Regions from separate parts of the Macaca mulatta genome. Here regions 2, 3 and 4 are each linked to region 1. The links are chromatin contacts, called in public Hi-C maps. All regions are on one chromosome and are shown on one strand. Each heading gives the region's core, a stretch centred on a gene start, on an enhancer-like site or on the middle of the called end of the contact. The rest is flanking DNA. Distances are from core to core; before and after follow the strand shown.

Region 1 (2,647 bases), core at 95-2,594:
GGAGGAGCCGGGAGCCCGCGGACCGGAGCAGCGCCGGCCGCCGTCCAGGCCCAGGTCTCACGGGCTTGGGGCTCACGGAGGGGACGCCGGACCCGCAGCGGCAGCACGACCCGCCGAGCCCGCCAGGGCCAGGGCTGCCCCGCGCCGCTGAGTCCCTCGGCGCCAGCTGGCACTACCAGCACCCGCCGCACCGCTCGAGAAACTGAGGCAGCGCCGGGGCACCTGCTCCGTTCACGGCCCTGCGAGGCCGGCCGGGACTCCCACAGCCACGGCCCCGGGGACGACTTCCCTCCGCCTCATCACGCCATTCTCCTGCCTCAGCCTCCCGAGTAGCTGGGACTACAGGCGCCCGCCACCCCGCCCGGCTAGTTTTTTCTATTTTTAGTAGAGACGGGGTTTCACCGTATTGCCCAGGCTGGTCTCGAACTCCTGATCTCGGGTGATCTACCCGCCTTGGCATCCCAAAATGCTAGGATTACAGGTGTGAGCCACCGCGCCCGACCCCACGTATCCCATTTCTAACACAATGCTTCATTTTTTTTTTTGAGACGGAGTCTCGCGCTGTTGCCCAGGCTGGAGTGCGGTGGTGCGATCTCGGCTCACTGCAAGCTCCGCCTCCCGGGTTCACGCCATTCTCCTGCCTCAGCCTCCCGAGTAGCTGGGACTACAGGTGCCGCCACCACACCCGCCTAATTTTTGTATTTTTAGAAGAGACGGGGTTTCACCGTGTTAGGATGGTTTCGATCTCCTGACCTCGTGATCCGCCCGCCTTGGCCTCCCAAAGTGCTGGGATTACAGGCGTGAGCCACCGAGCCCGGCCAGAAAACGGCTTTGAAGAGGAAAGCACTTGGTGTCCCGAGGCGGGAGGGAAGGGGTGGCCGTCCTGGGGACCGGCTCGGAAACCGGGGCCCGGCTGCGTCCGCCCTGCCCTCGGGGTCCCGGTGCCCCGACTCCACGAGGCCCACACGGAGTGGGCAGGGCGGGCCCAGGAGGAAACGCCAGGCCCCGCGTCCACGGCGGGCTGCGGCGAGTCGGACGCAGGTGCACCGGCAGCGGCGAGGGAGCGCCCCGCGGGGGTGCGAGAGTCCAGGTCCCGGCGCGGAGGCCGGTGACAGACGCGGGGGTGCCCGCCAGCGCCTACAAAGGCTTTCCGAGCCCCGGCGGCTGCAGGCCGTCCCCGCGCCGGGCGCCGCCTCCTCCCGGCCTGGCCCGCCTCCGCCGCTCACCTCCCTAAGCTCGGGCGTTCCCGGGCCGCGCCTCCCCGGCCGCACTCCGCAGGCGGGAGGCTCCGGAACCGCCGGGCCGGACTGCAGCCTCGGGACCCGGCTCCGCCCCGGCGGCGTCTGGGCGACCTCAGGCCCCGCGCCGCTCACCCCGCGGCGCGCCGGGGACCAGGAGGGGCGGGGCAGCCGCGGAGGCCGCTGGGAAATGGAGTCCACGGGAGGACGCCGGCTTTCGGGGAAGTGTAGTTCCATGCGTTTGCGGCGGGGTCCAGGCTGAGCTGTTAGGCGCCCACACGCCACAAGAGGGCCCCTGTGAGCTGGAGGGCCCCAGGTTCCTGGTTATAGGGAAGAGAAGGGGAGGGAGGTTCGCGGACGGCGGTAACTTGCAACTCTGGGTCGGTGTGAATTTCGGAAGGACGGGCGTGGGCGGCAGGAAAACAACGGCCCAGAACAGACCTATTTCCCCTCAGTTATTCACCAGAGGAGCGCTGAGCACCCGGTGTGTGCCAAGCACGGTTGCAAGTGGTTTCAAATGCATCAATGAATGAAACAAACGTCATTGCCGCGGAGAACATTTTTTGGGGGGGTAGGGAGCAGACAATAAACCATACACGTAATTATATAACATCTTGGGGGATAAATGTGGGGAGAAAAAGGGTATGTGGAGGGTTTCGTCGCTGAGGTGAGAATGGACGAGGTCTCCCAGGACGTGCCTGAAGCACAGGGGACGGAGGTTCCAGCTACTCTGAAGCCAACGGATGTGTATATATATATTCAACTAAATCTTCTCCGTTACAAAAAGAACACCGGCTCTATTTAGAAAGTTTGGCGCTTCCCTACTGAAGAACATGCCTTGAACATTTGAATTTGTCAATATTCTCCCTCAGTGGCATTTTTGATAGCTTCATTGGATTCCATTGCATTTAATTATTATTTTTTAAAAAAATGTTTAATTGGCTGGGGGCGGTGGCTCATGTCTGTAATCCCAGCACTTTGGGAGGCAGAGGCGGGTTGATCACGAGGTCAATCCAAGACCAGCCTGGCCAAGATGGTGAAACCCCCGTGTCTACTAAAAATACAAAAATTAGCCGGGCGTGGTAGGGGCGCCTGTAGTCCCAGCTACTCGGGAGGCTGAGACAGAGAATTGCTTGAACCGGGAGGCGGAGCTTGCAGTGAGCCGAGATTGTGCCACTGCACTCCAGCCTGGGTGACAGAGCAAGACTCCATCTCAAAAAAACAAAACAAAGTTTCATTAAATTAAGCTTATTTCAATATATTTAAACTCCTAGTTATTTATATAATTTATATTTTAGTTATACAGTTGTTTATATTTAAATTTTTTTAACACCTTTAATATCCTTGCAGCTATATCTTTGAAGATTATTTTCTTAAACCGCTTTAAATTGATGAGAGAGAGCAAAGTG
Region 2 (2,647 bases), core at 77-2,576, 390 kb after region 1:
GAAGGGGTCCAATTTCATTCTTCTGCATGTTGTTATCCAGTTTTCCCCAGAACCATTTATTTAAAGACATAGTCCTTTCCTCATTGTGTGTTCTTGGCACCTTTGTTGAAAATCAGTTGGCTATAAGTGGGTGCACTGATTTCTGGGTTCTCTTATTCTGTTCCGTGGGGGTGTGTGTATCTATTTTTATACAAATATCATGCTCTTTTGTTTACTAACACCTTCTAATTAGATATAAGCTCATTCCAGTTAGAATGACTATTATTAAAAAGACAAAACAAAACAAAAAAATGACAGATGCCAGTGAGGATTTGGAGAAAAGGGAACTCTTATACACTATTGGTGGGAATGTAAATTAGTACAGCCACTATGGAAAACAGTGTGGAGATTTCTCAAAAAACTAAAAATGGAACTACCATACAATCCAGCAACCCTACTACTGGTAAAGGGGGAGAAATCAGTGTATGAAAAGGATACCTGCCCTCACGTTTGTCACTGCACCATTCACAGTAGCCAAGATATGGATTCAACCTAAGTGTCCAGCAGTAGATGAATGGATAAAGAAAATGTCATACATAGACACAGTGGAATACTATTCCGCCATAAAAATGAATGAAATAATGTATTTACATCAACATGGATGGAGCTGGAGGTCATTATGTTAAGTGAAATAAGCCAGGCACAGACAGACAAGTACTCCATGTTCTCACTTACATTCGAGAGTTAGAAAACTTGATCTCATGGACATAGACAACAGGAGGATAGATACCAAAGGCCAGGAAGGCCAGAAAGGAAGGGGAATGAAGAGAGGTTGGTTATGGGTACAAACATACAGTTAGATGGAAGAAATAATTTCTAATGTTTAATAGCAGACTAGGGTGACTCTACTTAGCAATAATATTATGGATATTTCAAAGTAAATAGAAGAGAGGGCTTGAAATGATACCCACGCATAAAAATGATAAATGCTTAAGGTGATGGATACCCAGTACTGTGACTTGATCATTACACAGTCTATGCAGGTAACACTCACATGGGTATTATGTAAATTATTTTGTATCAACAGAAAAATAATCACAACCAGCGGTGGGAGCGACAGCACAGGGATCCTCCTAAATGCATCTAATTCCGGATTTTGTTTTTCAAACCACTCCGCTTGCCTAACAAGTGCGCGGGCTGTAGGCAGCACGGCCAGCAGCGGGAGGCCTCTTGCCTCGTGTGCGGCTTGCGGACTCCCTCGCCCTGCAGCGCCTACGCGGACTGTCGCCCTTCAGGGCTCTCGCTGGCGGAGGCGGTTCCTCTCCCGGAGGTCGCCGCGCGCACCGCGGCGTCCCCTGGGAAGTGTAGTCGGCGCGGGGCCCGAGGCATGCCGGGAGTGGTAGTTCTCCCGGGGTCGGCGGGGTTTCGGGGACAGTTCGCGGCCTTTCGGGGGTTCTCCTGGCTTGGGCCATCCCGGCTTGGCTAGAATTGCCGGCCTGGGGCCGAGGCGCTCGCAGTGGCCTCTTCCGGGCCGGCGTGGATCCGGGCCTCTCCAGCCAGTGGGCCGCGTGCAGCCTCGTCTGGGCTTCTGGGAGCAGCCCTGCGCGGCTAGGGGCCCTTGGCCACTGGGTCCGGGGCGCGTCGGGAGCGGCCTGGACTGCCGGAGACCCGCGGAGGGAGCGCCTCGCCGGGTGAGCTGGGTGCGCCGGGCCGTTGAGGTGGGGGTGCCAGCCTTTTGTCATTGTTCATGCTGCGGTTTTCTTCTGTGCGTTTTCTTCTCAGTAACGGAAATAATAAAAGCAGTAGCTGATGCCCGCCAAGAGCGCTCCGGTGCCAGGCAGCGGACTGGCGCATCGCCCGAACGCACCCGCGCATCCCTGCTAACGGAGAGGGTGGTTCCCGCTCTGTCCGGGGGAAACCGAGGCAGGGTGGCGAGGCCATTGTCCAGGTGTAACTGGGGCCTGGGGCTTGGATCAGGATTCCCTTCCCGGCTCTACTACTTTCCGTTGTGACTTTGGATTCTCAGTCTCCGTCACGTTTGTAAATGCGAAGATTAAAAATACTGCCTGGAAAGCACTCACCGCTTCCTGGGAGGAGGTGCGCGTCGCCGCGTGACCGAGGCCTTGCACGGCAGCTTTCCCTGGGCTGGTCGAGGCACTCGCTGGAGCTGGCCCAGCAGAGCCCCAGGTTGGCTCCATGCCACGGGCACCCTGAGGAGTCGCAGCAGATCGCAGGCCTGTAGGCCCTCACACTTGCCTGGCTGCCCCAGGCAGCCTCTGCCCCTGCTCTCTGTGGGGCAGGCACGGTTTCCACCCCTCCCACCGGGGGTTTGTGTTTGGGCAGCGACGGCTGTTTCTGTCTGTGGATGCCATTGGAGGCGGCACCTGTGGAGTATTATTTAGGAGGGACAGCAAAGCTCTGGCATGTGTCTTGGGTGGGGACAGTGTCTTAATCCTGTTACTTTGGGTAAAGTCCCGGCGAAGATGTAGTAAGAGGCTGGGAAAGCTGAGTGGTTGGATTATGCCCACAGTTTCTTGGGGAGAACATAGCACTCTACGGAAGGGCCACTCAGGGCAAGCAGTGGGGTCTGTCACTAGGGTGGAGATGCGGGGAAGCCTGTTTATCATGGCTTCCACAGGGAGGAAAGGGCGAGGCAGGGCAGTCAGGC
Region 3 (2,647 bases), core at 60-2,559, 360 kb after region 1:
CCATTTTATATTCCCACCATTAATGCACAAGGATTGTTTCCTGGTTTTCTTTTTTCCCACATTTTATAATAGCCATCCTAATGAGTGTGAAATTACAGTGGATGTTTGATCAGCATTCCCCTAATGATTAGTGAGGTACATTATTATGTTTTAACAATATAAAACATCCATTTTGTTCAATTTAATTATTTTTACTGTGAAATAATCCTTGTATTATTGTAACACTGCGATCCAAGATTTCTTTTTCATACTATCTACCTGACATCTCTTAGTCCATCTCTGCGTTTTCTATCTTCAAGTACCCTTTGCGTTTAGGTTTGCCTCTGTAAACCCTAATGTTGGATGTTTAAAAAATCACAGTGCAGGTTATCGAGGAGGCAGTTGTGATGATAGCGCTGGGAGTTGGGCTTTATTTTAACCCTAAAATAAATCACTTCAAAAAGTGACTTTAAAGAAGTCACTTTTATTTTATTTCACTTTATTTATTTATTTCACTTTATTTTAACCCTAAAATAAAGAAGTCACTTCAAAAGAAGTCACTTCAAAAGAAGTGAGTGCCATGAAGAGGGAAATACTGGGTTTATGCTTTTGTTTTACTCTGAGTGCCAGTAAATATGTAAAGATTACAAAAATTTATTTATTTATTTATTTGAGACGGAGTCTCGCTCTGTCGCCCAGGCTGGAGTGAGTGGCGCGACCTCAGCTCACTGCAAGCTCCGCCTCCCGGGTTCCCGCCGTTCTCCTGCCTCAGCCTCCCGAGTAGCTGGGACTACAGGCGCCGCCACCACGCCCGGCTGATTTTTTGTATTTTAGTAGAGACGAGGTTGCACCGTGTTGGCCAAGATGGTCTCGATCCATCTTGACCTCGCGATCCGCCCACCTCGGCCTCCCAAAGGGCTGGGATTACAGGCGCGAGCCACCGCGCTCCGCCGAGGTTACAAAATTTAGACATAATTCCTTTTTTATTAAAATTGCGGAATGGACTGTAATAGTTCTCTCACCACCTGTGAATAATCAGCGGCAGCTAGTCTTCCACATTTAAAAATTCATACTCAATTTTCCGTCTTACTATTGTCATTCTAACTACGAATATAGTGAGTGGTTTAGCAGAGAGTAGCTGGAGCCCAAGCTGGAGGGACTCCAGCCTTCTCCAACTCCACAGCCCGACCGCCTTCTCCGCTCTCGGGGCTGTGGTTGCCTCTCGGACACCGTAAGTGGTGGTGCCGCGGCGACGACTGGGAAATGAAGTCCGGAGGGACAAACGCTGCGGTTCAGCCAGGGAAACCCGTCGGCTCTTCGGCGCGCAAGCGCAGTGGCGCCCGGCGGCGACGGGAAGCGTCTCTGAACTAGGTGTTCTGTTCGCCTCTGGTGCGGTGTGCAGCTGCGCTCTCCCCGCCGTGGCGGGCCCAGGTACGGGCTGCCGGTGAGGGCGGGCCCGGGGCGTGCGGCTGTCGCGGCGGGACCAGGACGAGTGCTGGTTGCCGCGCGTGCCCGCCGAGCCCGGGCTCCAGGCGTCCGAGCCGCGGCGGCCTCGGCAGGTGAACCCGGCCCCGGAGGGGGCGTGGCCTGGGAAGGGCCCGGCGGTGGCCGGGAGAGCGCGTCGACGCCGCTGGACTCCTGGGCCGCAGCCTGGGCCGGACTGTGGGGGAAACGGCTCCAGAAAAGAAACTGCAAAACGCCGGTTCGGTTCCGGGTCCAGAGCCCTCCGGGCGGTTTTCCGCTCTTGGCGTTCGTGGGTTTAACCCTCCCTCTACTCCGTTTCCCGGAGTTTAAACTTTAGATTAACTCGTTTTTGGCAGTCTTGCTCGTTTGGCGGTGTTTTCCTACAGTTAGTCCTGGAGAGATTTAACCATTTCCTTTTTTATTTACCGTAACCATGTCCACTTGCTAAGTTACTTCCCATTTCTCTAAATTTTAAATCCATTTCTAGCCGGTGGTGCTATTCTTTTGAGCCCTTGTTTTTTGGGCCGGGGAGAATGGGTAACGCCACCTTTAAGCAGCTTTGATAACTGTTTTTGATGAAAGAAAACTTACAAGAGGAAGAAAAGAGGACTAATTTTTGGTTGGCTGTTCCTAAAAAGGGCATCAGTTCTTCAATTGCTGTTTTTCGTATTGAACAACATCCAAGTGCAGATGTGTGGAATATTGTGTCATTTCCTATTACTCTATCTGGATGAGCCTTGCCTGATGGTGCTTAATGCACGCCAGATGGTCTTCATCCCTTCGCTCCATTCGTCTTTATCGTAAAGCACTGGCAGAAAGGTGGCAGGCCCGGTGACTGTGTACCGGCTTCCCACACTGGTTTAGGTGGCCGGACTCAAGGCCCCTGTGGCCTGGACAGTGCCAGGCTCCTTCTCTGCAGATGCTCAGCTTATGGCTTCTAACCTGGTCTGGTCTAATGAGGGTGGGCATGCAGGCTGGATGAAAAGACCTCACAGCTTCTTTCTCCATTCCAGGTGCCTTCCCCAAGAGGGGCAGCAGGGAGGGAGAAATGGCAAGGAGGTTGCTGCCAGCCCAGGTACAGGTGAGTGAAGGCTTCTTTTTGCTTGAACTGCCTTCGGGGTCTAGAGGTGGCAAACTTGTTCATCTGTTGTTGAGCTTCTCTACCCAGTGAAGCTCAGGGAAGGACCAGAGGGCTTGGTAGCTG
Region 4 (2,647 bases), core at 100-2,599, 270 kb after region 1:
AGTGTTATCACTATCCAATAAGTATTTTCTACTTGTCTGACCCCTCCTCTAGTACAATTAAAACTCCATGAGTGCAGGGGTTTCACAGCCATTTCTCCAGCCCCTGGACTCTGGGTTCTCACTCTCCGGGGCCCAGTTTGAGTGACCTGGAGTCACGAGGGAGGGGAGAGAGAAGGGTTACCAGCCATACTCACACAACATCCCCTCTGGTGCTTTACGGGGTCCCTGGGAACTGCTACAGGGGCTGCCCCTGGCCTTGCCAAGCACTTGACACATAAGTGCTCCAAAATGTCTATAGAATGAAATCTTCAATAAAACTCCAAACAGAATGCTGTAGTCACTGACACTGCTTCCTAAAACGTGGCCAACGATTCCGAATGTGACAAACGGGTCACGTTCCTGATTTTTTTCACCACCCACAAAGTTAAAACCCTCTCATCTTTCCTTCCTGAGCGCCATGCAAATTACCTATTCAAAAGCAACCAAGTATCTCCCGTTGGATATTCTTAGGCATCATCTCATCCTTGCCAGTCTCTGCAAAATATGGTCAAAAAAATAAATACCACCTTCTAAATACCACCCAGCTGTCCAGGATGCAGACTTCCTGGTATCCAGGCTCCTTCCTCTCCCTCTTCCCCACCTCTGAGAAGTCCTCAGGCACGAAGTGTTCTGCGTCCCGAACATTCCAGGGGCCGCCGGCCACCATGGGCTCTGTCCTGAGGTGCCAAGCGGGACATCCCTGCCCGACATCCTGTCCCCCCGCACCGCACACGCGTTAACGGCTGTGGCGTCTCCACCCCAGCACGCACTGGCCCGCCCGCGGGGCCAGGCTGGAAGCGTCGGGCGCTTGCCAGGCCAAGGCGCAAACCTGCCGCCTTCCAGGCCTTTTCCGCGCGGTCCCCGTCAGGAACGCGCCCGGTCGCCTCCTACTCCGTCTTCCGGACCTTCCCCGTCCTCTCTCGTCGGCGATCGGGCGTCGCTCCCCTGGACTAACCTCCCTTGTCCCATCTGCAGCTTTTCGCTCGTCTGCATCTTCCTGGGCCTTCGTGCAAGGCAGAGACCTGGTTCTAAAGCGAACGGAACGGAACCGATTCCGTAAGTTCATTCAGCTCCAGAATCCACCAGGTTCTAGATTCTGATGAGCGCGCCGAGGTCGGCGCGAAGGGGCCTCTGGGAAAGGTAGTTTCCGCGCCTGAAGCCGGGGGGCGGGGCCCTGTTCCCGCAGGCGCAAGGCAGCACGGTCTCCGCCGATTCTCCCTCTGGGAAGTGGAGTCTGGCCGGCGGAACCGCAGCAGCCCTGAGACTTGTGGGAATTCGGCCCAACGGTTCCCAGGGCAACGCGCAAGCGCAGTTCAGCTCCCGGCTGCAGACTCCAGCTCATTGTGTTCCGACTGCGATGTGGCGCTTGCGATCTCTCGCCGCCGGCAGAGGCTCCTCGAAGGGCGACACGGGGGTGACCAGGCACGGTGGTCAAAGCCGCAGAGGGAGAGCGGGAGCGGTCGTGAGGTCGTCTGGGGAGAAGGGCGGAGGCAAAGCCGAGGAGGTGCGGTTGTGGTCCCTTCTGCAGGACGCTGATCCAATGCCCCAAACTTCCCGGAATGTATGTCTGAGATTTGATCCCAAACAGAGAGAGAGAGGACGGCCAGGGGTGGTCATCCTGGGCTTGGGGTCGAGTCTGTGAGTGCCTGTGGAGGAGATGGAGCCAGGGCCTCTGGCCTGTGTCTTGGAGCGGACTCTGAGAAGCCCCGGGTTTCCGCTCAGGTGGTAGATACGCGCCTGGCGTGGTTCCGAGGCCGGAGGCGGCCGGTGCAGCAGCCCCCGAGGGACCCGGCGAAGCGGCAGCGGCGGGAGGGGGTTGTGTGTGATTAGGGCTCCTGACCCTTCCCTCTCCCCTCCCCCAACTCACACAAACGCCGCTTCTGCCCACCTGTGACTCCAGGCCACCCAAACTGGGCCCCAGAGAGTGAGAACCCTGAGGCCAGAGAAGGGTTTGCCTGAAAGGCTGCAACAGTGAAGAGCCAGCCTTCTTAGCCTCCTTTTTGAGGAGGAAGACGACGACCCTCCTTTTCCACTTCTCCTGTCACTCCCAGATAAGGCAGCTGTTCCAAAGCCGCCGAGGGAGAGCGGAGCGGTCTTCCAATCCAATCGAACCCACACTCTGCCCTCAGTTGCCTCTGCCCATCGCTTCCACCTTTTCGGGTACATCCTGGTGGATTCTGGAGCCGAATAACTTGTTAAAGAGATAATTCTCGGCCGGGTGCGGTGGCTCACGCCTGTAATCCCAGCACTTTGGGAGGCTGAGGCGAGCTGATCACCTGAGGTCAGCAGTTCGAGACCAGCCTGGCCAATATGGTGAAATACCGGTCTCTACTGAAAATATAAAAATTAACCGGGCGTGGTGGCGGGTGCGTGTAATCCCAGCTACTCAGGAGACTGGGGCAGGAGAATCGCTTGAACCCGGAAGGCGGAGCTTGCAGTGAGCCAAGATCATGCCATTGCTCTCCAGCCTAGGTGACAGAGCGAGACTCTGTCTCAAAAAAAAAAATTCTCTTGAGATCGCCCAGTGAGGCTGAAGGGAAAGACCAGAGGATGGGTGGAAGGCATGAGATCTGGGCCTGGAACAGGCTTTCTGCAAGGAAAAGTCAGT

Evidence for each region. Hi-C and Micro-C count contacts between places; a contact is called where the count stands out from the background.
Region 2: a contact with region 1 is called in a Hi-C map of liver, with 6 times the contacts expected there. The contact joins the promoter of ZNF354C here to the promoter of ZNF354A in region 1. A contact is called at or near these places in 3 of 14 Hi-C or Micro-C datasets (fetal cortex germinal zone, fetal cortical plate and liver).
Region 3: a contact with region 1 is called in a Hi-C map of cortical neurons, with 6 times the contacts expected there. The contact joins the promoter of ZNF879 here to the promoter of ZNF354A in region 1. A contact is called at or near these places in 2 of 14 Hi-C or Micro-C datasets (CD4 T cells and cortical neurons).
Region 4: a Hi-C map of fetal cortex germinal zone shows a contact between it and region 1, with 2.6 times the contacts expected there. The contact joins the promoter of ZNF454 here to the promoter of ZNF354A in region 1. A contact is called at or near these places in 3 of 14 Hi-C or Micro-C datasets (cortical neurons, fetal cortex germinal zone and liver).

Annotation. Positions count from the first base shown.
Region 1 is chr6:187,578,470-187,581,116 of T2T-MMU8v2.0, forward strand. ZNF354A (zinc finger protein 354A) reads right to left here and starts at 1,345. Exons shown (of 5, transcript XM_077937500.1): 1 at 726-1,345.
Region 2 is chr6:187,972,734-187,975,380 of T2T-MMU8v2.0, forward strand. It overlaps ZNF354C (zinc finger protein 354C), which reads left to right and starts at 1,327. Exons shown (of 5, transcript XM_028849983.2): 1 at 1,327-1,670.
Region 3 is chr6:187,940,734-187,943,380 of T2T-MMU8v2.0, forward strand. It overlaps ZNF879 (zinc finger protein 879), which reads left to right and starts at 1,310. Exons shown (of 5, transcript XM_015141619.3): 1 at 1,310-1,681; 2 at 2,457-2,524. The coding sequence starts at 2,492. It also overlaps the pseudogene LOC100425559.
Region 4 is chr6:187,849,231-187,851,877 of T2T-MMU8v2.0, forward strand. It overlaps ZNF454 (zinc finger protein 454), which reads left to right and starts at 1,350. Exons shown (of 6, transcript XR_013395037.1): 1 at 1,350-1,600.